Regions from separate parts of the Mus musculus genome. Here all the other regions are linked to region 3. Evidence: chromatin contacts called from public HiChIP or PLAC-seq data. All regions are on one chromosome and are shown on one strand. The core of a region is the stretch at or near the end of the contact, and the rest is flanking DNA. Distances in the headings are between cores, read along the strand shown.

What was found. HiChIP or PLAC-seq counts read pairs in DNA pulled down with a chosen protein or histone mark.
Region 1: a contact with region 3 is called in a FOXA1 HiChIP or PLAC-seq map of pancreatic cancer cells. The contact joins two enhancer-like sites. A contact is called at or near these places in 3 of 115 datasets of contacts at active chromatin or transcription factors (CD8 T cells, embryonic basal ganglia and pancreatic cancer cells) and 1 of 9 other capture datasets (macrophages).
Region 2: a contact with region 3 is called in an HNF4G HiChIP or PLAC-seq map of pancreatic cancer cells. The contact joins two enhancer-like sites. A contact is called at or near these places in 1 of 115 datasets of contacts at active chromatin or transcription factors (pancreatic cancer cells) and 3 of 9 other capture datasets (adipose tissue, liver and pancreatic islet).

Annotation. Positions count from the first base shown.
Region 1 is chr3:69,270,257-69,273,500 of GRCm38.p6, reverse strand. No RefSeq gene overlaps it. Among named protein-coding and RNA genes, the nearest start is that of Gm40070, 17 kb to the right of the region's middle. Within about 2 kb of position 1,535, at least 30 of the 459 cell types and tissues checked have an H3K27ac peak or open chromatin away from gene starts, as enhancers often do. A contact at or near this core is called in pancreatic cancer cells, where this site is marked.
Region 2 is chr3:69,212,541-69,216,155 of GRCm38.p6, reverse strand. No RefSeq gene overlaps it. Among named protein-coding and RNA genes, the nearest start is that of Arl14, 8.1 kb to the left of the region's middle. Within about 2 kb of position 1,350, at least 18 of the 459 cell types and tissues checked have an H3K27ac peak or open chromatin away from gene starts, as enhancers often do. A contact at or near this core is called in pancreatic cancer cells, where this site is marked.
Region 3 is chr3:69,438,807-69,442,312 of GRCm38.p6, reverse strand. All of the region lies in intron 1 of Ppm1l (protein phosphatase 1 (formerly 2C)-like), which reads right to left. Among named protein-coding and RNA genes, the nearest start is that of Gm52607, 22 kb to the left of the region's middle. Within about 2 kb of position 1,927, at least 62 of the 459 cell types and tissues checked have an H3K27ac peak or open chromatin away from gene starts, as enhancers often do. A contact at or near this core is called in pancreatic cancer cells, where this site is marked.

The DNA of each region.
Region 1 (3,244 bases), core at 286-2,785, 170 kb after region 3:
CACCCCCAAGTCTGAACCTAAAGTTATAAATGTTCCCTTACCCACATGCACTTACTTATGAATACTTCCACTGGCTTTCCGATACTCTTATTTTGCTTTCTGTAGTGTATGAGTGTGAGCTCAGAGCTGAACACAAAACTGGGCAAGCCTTCTCTATGCTACGCCCAGGCCCATCCTACTTTAGTAATCCTACTTAATGACCACATTTAACTCGATGACCACACTTTAACTGCATAGATTTAAGCAGAGTCCTCACTGGTTCTATCTCTGGCCACTATTTCTTAAAGATCATTGATCATTTTTTTATTTCCTTGAATTATTTCTGCCGACTCACATTTAATTGGAATAAATTGTGCAAACATATTTTTCTCAAAGTAGGCATAGTTTCTATGTACAAAAGGGTTAAACTGGGTATGTTGTTGCATACGTGGCCGTTCCACTCACAGCCTTCTGTGTCTATCGAGGCACTGTTTCTGGTGTGTTCCGGAGGCGAAGCTCAAGGTCAGTCAGAGTGGATTCACTGTGCGGGGCTTTCCCTGGGCTGTTCACGTCTGCCCTCACCCGCTTCACATCTCTTCTCAAGTTCAGCCTCCTTCCTGCTTAGCTCCTGAGTCTGTGTCTCTGTGTGTGTCTATGTGTCTGTGTGTCTCTCTGTGTGTTTTATGTGTGTGTCTCTGTGTGGTGTGTGTGTCTCTCTGTGTCTATATGTGCTGTGTCTGTGTGTCTCTCTGTGTATATATTTCTCTCTGTGTGTCTGTGTGTATTGTGTATGTATCTGTGTGTGTGTGTGTGTGTCTGTGTGTGTTGTGTGTGTGTTCTCTCTCTTTATGTGTCTGTGTGTCTCTGTGTGTCTGTATCTCTGTGTGTGTCTTTGTGTTCTCTCTCTCTGTGTCTGTGTCTCTGTGTGTCTGTGTGTTGTATGTGTGTCTGTGTGTCTCTGTATGCATCTCTGTATTGTCTGTCTGTCTCACTCTATCTCTGTGTGTGTGTGTGTTGTATGTCTCTGTGTGCATCTCTGTATGTGCGTGTGTGCTTATGTGTGTGTGTGACATAGGCCCTAGAATTTGAATTCAGGTCATCGAGCATGGTGACAAGTGCCTTTATACACTGAGACACTTCTCCAGCCTCCATCAACTTTTCCTAATATTTATTTCTAGAATTTTCAATTATCTAAAAATAAAAGCAGTTCAAAAGTACGATCTAAATAGATTAGTTATATCTGTTATCCTGCTGCCCATAAAATCACCACAAACCCAACACTGGAAAACAACTTGTTTCCCTTCCTATGGTGTAGGGGGTTTGCTGTGTCTACCTGAGTGTGCCGCTGGGGTCACACAATTGTAATCAAGGTACTGACAGGGCTCTATTCCCACTTGCGCATCTGACTGTTTGTTGGCAGAGTCCCTCCCCCAGGCGGTGGTGGGGCTGCAGGCCATGATTGAGAGCCGCCAACATTCCTCTGGCTGCAGTGCTCAGCAGCTCCTCCAGACCACGATTAGCTCTTAGCAGCCACAGGCAGTTCTCTGCCATGTTAAGTTTCCTAAACATGCCTATAACGTCATCAAGTCAGCAAGGAGTGGTGATGTGAGTCACTGTCCTCCCAGCCAAGAAAGCACCATCTCGGGGAGTTCAGCTGCATCCTCTGGCAAAAGAATTATCCCAACTGAGCTTGTTGACCACTTACACACACACACACACACACACACACACACACACCCCAATGAGGCACGGGATCATAAGATCCTCTCCTGAATATCCAGCTTCACCCTATGATCTGTTGTACACAATTCTGCTTTAATTGTACTTGAGCTTGGGGAAGGGCTAGAGTATATAAGCCAGGCAAGACGGTGGTGGGGGGGGGTCCATCTATGTGGCTATGTGGAAGCCTTCATCCCTGAGTGCTAAAGTCTTATCATGTGCAACCTGTTGTAAGGGGAACACCTACACCCTTTAGGCAGTTCCTCACCTATGCTCTGTTAAGAGTTCCCAAAATACTCATTAGTTCTCCAGACTCAATGCCTCAGTTTGTTGTTGACCTTAGGAATAGGGGAAGACATCATTTTTGTCTCCTGCAGGGAAGACATTTTCACAACATGAGTCAATAGACTACGTTTACTAGCAAGACAGTCTTCTACAGCAAATGTCGATCACAGAAGTACTTCCCATTACCTTTGTTACATTCTTTTGGTCGGTGCAAAACAGTAGATGTGATAGTCATCTTTTTGACACTGTAACAGAAAAAAACAAAAACAAAAAATAAAAAACAAACAAACAAACAAAAATGGAGAAGATCAACTTAAAAAAGGTTGGGTGGGGCATGGTGGTGCATACCTTTAAACCCAGCACATGCAGAGGCAGGAGGATCTTTGTGAATTCCAGGCCAGCCTGGTCTACATAGGGAGTGCCAGGCCAGGTCAGTCATAACTACATAGAACAACCTGTTTCCACCCTTCCTGACACACACACACACACACACACACACACACACGCACGCACGCACGCACGCACGCACGCACGCACACCACGAAGCAAAGTTTTTTGCTCATGGCTTCAGTTCCTGTGACATCAGTTTGTTGTTCCAAGACTATGTCAGCAAAGAACATCATGGTGGAGGAAGCCTGTTAACTTCAAGGCAGGAAGAGACAGGGAAAGGAGAGAGAGATGGAAGGAGACAAGAGCCTAGGGTCCAGACATCTGCCTAACTGACCAGCTTCCTTCTTCTAAGCGCCCCTTCCTAGATACCACCGATTTTCAAGTAATGCCAAGCTAAAGACCTTACTGAACACAGACGACATGCCAAATCCACACCATAGTGGAGGATTCATGAAAGACTTGGACTGCAAATGGTGATCATGATGGTCACCACAGATGGTTAGTAACTGACCGTGATGCAATGGAAATGCTTCCTCCTCATCATCCTCCCCTCCTTCCTCTTCTTCTTCCTCTTCTTCTTCCTCTTCTTCTTCCTCTTCTTCTTCCCCCTTTCACCTCCTCCTCCTCTTCCCTGCTTCTTTCTTCTACTTTCTGTCCTCTCCCTCCTCTTCCCTTCCCTTCCTGTGTGTGTGCCTGTAGATACGTACATTTACATGTATGCAGGAATATATGTGTGTGCACAGGTGTGTGTGTGTGCCCATGTGTATGGAAACCCCGGGTTCACGTCAGGATTCTTCCTTAGTTGCTCTCCACTTTGCTCACTGAGGCAGGTTCTCTCACTATGAACCCAAAGCTTGCTGACTCTGGGTCC
Region 2 (3,615 bases), core at 101-2,600, 230 kb after region 3:
AAGCGAGCAATTTGGTTACTTGCAAGTTGTTTTTAGATTTTGCAAATAAATGTAGGACTGTGAGCAAGTCACTGGCCCACTTTGCACTATCAGGAATCCGGGGACTCATGAGATGGCTAAGAGAGTAAAAGCCTTTCTTTCTTCTGTCCCTGCAATGCAAATGATGAGACAAAGAACTAACTCTTGAAAGTTATTCCATGACCTCTAGTCACACACCCATGCAAATGCATAAATAAAATAAGCAAATTAAAGTATTTTTAAATGTTTGTTAAAATGCAGGCATAAAAACTCAAACATTTAAAAGTTTTTCTTACCTTGGAGAGGAGAAACAGAAGGTCCCAAGCTAGCAGACCACTTGGTACTATATGTAATAGTAAGCTAACCAAATGAACGAGAGACTCACTTCTTCCCCCCACCCCCAGATAAAGAATGTATATCTACATATGTTACCTTTTGTAGACCTAGAACATTGCCTGCTTCTTTCTCTCTCTCTCTCTCTCTCTCTCTCTCTCTCTCTCTCTCTCTCTTTCTCCAAATGTCTTACAGAAATATGTGATCCTCCTGAGGACAACTCAGTGTATCCTCACAGTTGAAAATATCCATAACCCTTGGGTCTCTGCACCATCCCTGCATTTCTTTTAGACAGGACAAATTTTGGGTGGAAAGGTAGGTTGATGTCCTTATCCCTCCTCTGGGGTTCCTGCCAGGCTACAGGAGATGGCCTCTTCAGGTTCCATCTCCCCTCTGTTAGGCATCTCCACTAAGATCACCTGCATTGACTCTTGGGAGCCTCCCCAATCCCAGGTCTCTGGGACTTCCTAGAGATTCTCCTCTCCTCCCTATCCCCACTCCGAATGTCAGTGGCTCAACTTAGCACCAAAGATCCCAGTCTGGGCAGCTGCCTGGACCAAGTAGATGTCCAAAGGCTGTGCAGAACTGGCCTTGAATCTCACTGGCTGAGCCACACTGGAGAGCTGGCCCCACCTCTCACCAGCTATAGCACAGGAGAGCAGGCTCTGAACCTTGCCTGGGCAGCACAATAGAACTGGTCATGGGGGTGGGGAAAGGGGCATGAGGGAAGAGGGGAACTGTGAAACTCAGCTTAGTGGTATAAATAAGGAAGAGCTGGTAAGCTGACCAAATCAGGCCCACCCAGGCCCAGATCCAGGGCTTTGAGTTGGCCCATGCAAAAATCTACCTCATCTATTAACTGTTGGGGCATAAGAAGGGGGCAGTCTTGCTGATCCAAAGCTGCAGGATCTCTGTGACATAGGATAACCAAGAGGTGTCCTAGAGAGGATCCAATATTGATGGTGTCTCAGAACCCAGAGGCCATGACTCAGACTAATGACTCAGTGCAATGGACATCCGCAAGTAAAGATGTGTGGACAAGAGTGTGCCGCCTGACACTGTGACACACTGCACCTTCCACAAGGAGATGTCGTCTATGCTTTGTTTTGTTTTGTCTCGTTTATTTATTTTTTTATACTTTCTTTTGCGGGGAGGTTGCAAGGGCAGATACAGAGGGATGGGGAGCTGAGTGGGCCTGGGGTCATGATGTGAAACTCATGAAGAACCAATAAAAAGTTTAAAATAATACCTGAGATGCTGGAGAGATGGCTCAGCAGTCAAGAGCACCATCGCGTTCTTCCCAAGGCCCAGAGTTCTCGTCCCAGCACCCACGTCAGGTGCTCACAGCCACCTGTAACTCCAGCTGTCACATGGAAGTCCAGCTCCTCTGGTCCCTTCCCCCGCTGGCATTCACTTTCACAGACTCACACACATAATTAAAAACAACAGACACGAGCCATGATGGAACATGTCTTTAAGCACTCAGGAGGCAGAGGCAGGCAGATCTCTGAGTTCCAGTCCAGCCTGGTCTAAAGATTAAAAGCTCCAGGATAGAGGGGGCAGAGAAACCCTGTCTCAGCAGCAGCAACAACAAAATAAATATGAATCATTTTGAAGATAACTGAAAAATAGCCTTGATTTCTAAGCCTTTTCCAATCGAGGAACGATGTGACGATTGCCATGAGAGCATTTCATTCTTGAGAAAATATGTCCCACTACACTGGCTCTTACCCTCACACTCGCTGTGTCACCCACCTTTCCAATAAAGTTAAAATGAACAGGAGGAAAATATAGCACAAGAGAGGCAAGATGGAGTCTACAGTTGGAACAGGAGTGGTACCATCACACCCCTTATCCTGATGAAGATGAAGGATTTAAGAACAATGACTCAGGCACCTCTGACCCCAGTAATACATGAAGCAGCCAGTATTTTCTGAATTCTGGCTAGCCAGCAAGAATCAGGGGCAAAACAAAAGAAAACACACACACAAAGAAACTACCACCAACAACAAAGCAAACAGACAAAATAACAAAACAGGACTCTGTAACCCAGACCACCACTAACCTAGTTGGTTCCCTTCCAGCTTCAGTGAGTGGTAAAACCGTGGCTGGCTCAGGTCGACACTGCTTTAGCGCTGTTCATCTCTACATCAGCTAACTGTGGCAAGCACTACCTTACTACTGTTTGTTTCTTAAAAGTCCGCCCTTTAAGAAATAACCGAAAGTAGAACTTTTTTTCTTTTTTAACTTTAAAAGTGGGGCTGGAGAGATGATTCAGAAGTTAGAGTGCCTGTTGCTTTTCTAACACCCACTTGGGTGGCCCACAATTGCCTGTAACTCCAGCTGTAGGGGGTCTGAGCCACTCTCCTGGCACCTGCAGGTGAAAGACTCCGAAAAGAACCCCTCGCTCAGGCCTCAGGACAATAACGGACACCCAAGAACCCACGATAGACCGAGCTTGTTGCAAACCACATGAGGCTTTATTCGGGGAAAGCCAGAGCTCTGGGGACGACTCATATCCCACGCAGGGGTAGAGGAGTCAACCTCGAGGGGAAAGAGGTCCCAGTTTTTATAGGCCCTCGGGGGGAAAGGAGAAGGGGGAGAGTAGGGGATTTCCAGATCTAAACAATGTCTATTCTCAAGAAATGGGTTTGGGAGGGGTACAAGGAAAGAGTCTGGTGCAGGTGTAGCAACTCCGGATTGGCTGGGCTGTGGTTGCTGGGGAGATTTTCTGACTCTTTCTCAGCAACCAATATCACAAACACCTGGCAATGGGCTTCATCAGTGGGCACACACATGGGTCAAGGAATGGTCAAAACATTGGCAGACACACAGGTTCAAGGAGTGGCCAGAGCATTGTGCACCTCTATTTTTCTAAATCAGTGAAGCTAGTTCTGCTAACACTGACATCTATCTTGCCAATTTCAGGGCTTCTGTGTCCTTTTACATTCTGCCAGGATCTTTCACAGGTGCTTGTCTACATGTGGCACACAACACTCACACATATACACACAGAAAACAAGTATTTAAAACCTTTAAATTTTACCTTTTTAAAAAAATTATGGTATGTATTTACATTTCAGCCATTGCTCCTCCTCCTGGTCCCCTCTCCTACAGTTCCTCATTTCATTCCTCCTCCCCCTTGCCTTCAAGAGGGTGCTCCCTCCACCAGACTTTCCCCTTCCCAAGTCTCAAGTCTATCAAGAATTAAGTGAGTCTGCTTCCACTGAGGCCAGATCAGGCAGTTCTCTGCTATATATGTGC
Region 3 (3,506 bases), core at 678-3,177:
GATAAGAACTCATTTTATGGCAACAATATAAAGGCATACATATAACAGAGACACATGAGCTACAGCTCTATCATTCTATCTGAAAACTAGAAAAGCAAAACTCAGACATTTAGACTTTTAAAAGAAAAACAGTTATCTCTAAGCCAGGTGTGGTACTGCACATCTTTAATCCCAGCACTTAGGAGGCAGAGACAGGAGGATCCCTGAGTTCAAGGCCAGCCTGGTCTACAGAGCCAGTTCCAGGACAGCCAGGCCTACAGACAAACCCTGTCTTGACAAACCAAAAATGAAAAAAGAAAAAAAAAAGAGTTATGTCTAAAACAATAATGATTTGTACCCTTTTCAATGAACTGCAAGGAATCCAATGACTAATTGCAACCTTCTTCACTCTTAGAGAAGACAGTGTGTAAAAATGTGACTTTTATCTTGCCTCTGGCCTCTTAAGGGTTGAGTCTGAGAAACACACATACACAGTGGGACAGATATACTATTAGCCACAGCGAAGATCATTCCTAACACTAACACTATCAGTCTACAAAATCCATAGCCTACTTACACTTTGCTAACACGTTTATATGTATGTTTTTCTTCATGGCTTTTTATAAAATCTTTTATTAACAAAAATTTAGCCAGTAGGGAATAGGAGAGTAGACCTTAATTAACTGTTCATACAAGTGATAAAGAAGGATTTCTAATACCTTAGGTCAGGCCGGTAAAGGAGGTGGGACAGGAAAGAAGAGGCTGGAGAAGGGCTGAGAAGGGTTTCTGGGCATCCTGAAGCCCACCAGAATTGCCAAGGGGCCTACACTACTCCTATCCTCCCCCAGACCTGCCATCCCCACCCATCTACAGGTTGATTCAAAAGGATAAGGTAAAGGTGACTGAGAGGAACAGACCACCAGTACCTTGCTCATGGAAAGAGAGTGTCTTTTTGGGAGGTGTCAAGTCATGCTCTGGAAGCTGAGGTCCAGAAATCAGAACTACCACACACTGAATTGCTTCTCTGAGACTTAACACTACTTCTTAGCTCAATAAACTTCTGGAAAGTTTTTAATAACGATACCGGGTTGTCACTTGGTTTAATGGTATACAAGATCTTATCTGTCACACTTTCTTTCCCTAGTACTTCAGGAAACCCTAAAACAGCATGAAAATGGCCCTGTTCCATGGTATGGAGGCTCTGGGCTGGATTAAATCCCTGGCACTAGTGCTCTGCTGCAGTGATCAGCTTTTAGAGACCATTCAGCTAAAGCTCACCTACTCAACCCCTGTTTACTAGGAAGTGGCTTCACAGTGGTTAGTAAGCGCATTAGTCACTGAAGAGTCACTATGAACAACGTTAGCATCATCAGCTCCGCGGGGTTCCTCGAACCACAGGGGCAGAGCTCAAACATCTGGCTAATCTCTACTGTCTATGGAGAAATGAGGCCCCTTGTCATTTCTTCAGTGTCATTGCTTTCCAATCCTCTGTCCTTTGTAGTAGGTTTCAGCAGCTACAAATCCCTGCACCCCAGGTCCCAGGAGAGCCATGAGTTTCTGCCCACTACATTTGTAGACCACTGCGTTATGCTGTCAGGTCAGCAAGTGTGGCATCTACTGCTTGTTCTACTTAAAGCTGTAGCCCACTGAGAAGGTTTCAATTGTAAAGTCTAATTAATCATACAGAGCTCCCCACTACTGAACATAGCTTTGCTATGAAGCCCTTTAATTGTCTGCAACTGCCTGGTTTCTCCCTCTCTTTTTTAAAACGCCCCATCACTTTGAATTTCTCTTTAGACAACAGTCATTTTCTTCCAATTTCATCCCGCATTTGGATGGTAAATTCTTGATGGATCGGAATTGTGTCATCCCTCTATTTAGATGAATAAATTGAGGCTTTAGAAAGTGGAACAACTTGTCAAATGATAGCAAGTGGCAACGTGGGGACTCACGCCAGCTCTGAGTAACTCTAGGCTCAGGCTAGTTCCTCCCCTTATCCTCTATATCCCTGAACCCTTCCTTAGACAGCAAGTTAGCAGTTCCTTTAGCAAAACAGGAACACAGCACACTGCCAGTTGGAGGTGGGAAACATTAAAGTGATGTTCTCCTGATGGGCCACCATTCCTCCAATCATACTCTGGGGGAACAACAGCAATAGCAACACCACAAGTAACTGAATTTGGGGGCCATTATTTTTATCTTTTAAAACTTATGAGAGTGGAGATGTAACTCAGTTGACAGAGTGTTTGCCTAATATGTACAGAACTCTGGGTTCAATCCCCACCATGTTAATAGCTAGCCAGGGTGGCAGACATCAGTACTCTTAGCACTCAGGGGTTGGAAGCAAGAAGATCATAATTCCTGGCCATCCTTGTCTGTAGAGTGAGTTCAAGTCCGGCTTGGGATACATAAAAGCCGGTCTCAAACAAAGGTTTTTTAATGGGAAAGGAAAGGAAACTTGAAAAAGTTAGATGGATACTGGCAGCTTTATTCAGGACACGTGAGATCATTTAGCACAACCCTATACTGTGGTGCATGGAGTTCTGAGTGTATATGTTTCATATTTTAAAAGACATAGGACATTAACATTTCTTGTTACATATCATGAAATACAACTATCCTTCATGAATTTCACATAATTCACTAGGAGAGTATCTTGTAGCAAGGAGCTTTAACAGTAGCATTTCACAGTACAACACATACAGTAACTGACTTCAAAGCCATGAAAAAAACAAACCCGCGTTTATTGCCAGCATTTCTTTCCCCGTCAATCCTCTTCTATCCCTTTTGGTAGCTTGCTTATGGCAGTGCATAAATGTATATACCAAAACTCACGTAACTTGTCAAATGCTTGCCCTTTATTGTATGTAAATTATAATTCAATAAAGTAAACCTAAAGTCTTAAGCATGCATTTAAATAAATTGCCAAGCCAAATGCTCTAAGATCTACCATTACTAGGATTACAGCTGGCAGCAGCCTACTCTGTGCCAGCGCACGGTGATTAAGTGCAGCAACCCACACGGCGTCTGACATTCAATGAGGAAGTCACAAAAAAGTAGAATGTGCTTCACACCATGATTAATATAGGATCCCTATATTTAGTTTCTGTTTGAACATTTCCCCTCCTTTCCCTCCATCCCTGAACCCTGCTGAGGACATAGTATAAATCTGAAGGCTAAAGATCACAAAGTTTTGATGAATGAAACAGACAAGAACATGACAGACTCTTGCAGGACAAAATGAACTCCCACCCCCACCCCCGTTGTCATTTTTAAACTAATTGTAGTTATTTAAAGTAACCTTCGAGCGTGCATCAAAGTAAGCTGGGGACAGCAATGACGTGGGCTCTTTACACACTTTTATCTACAGCAGATAGAACCACGTTCCTTCCCAGAGAGGCATGTTCAGATTCTACTGCTATAGTTCTGGACGAATGTCTGTGGATGACCATACTTGGAAATGAGAGAGAACGAGAGGGGGAAGAAAGGAAGAAAACAACAATAACAAAACCCAAAAGTCCAGTACC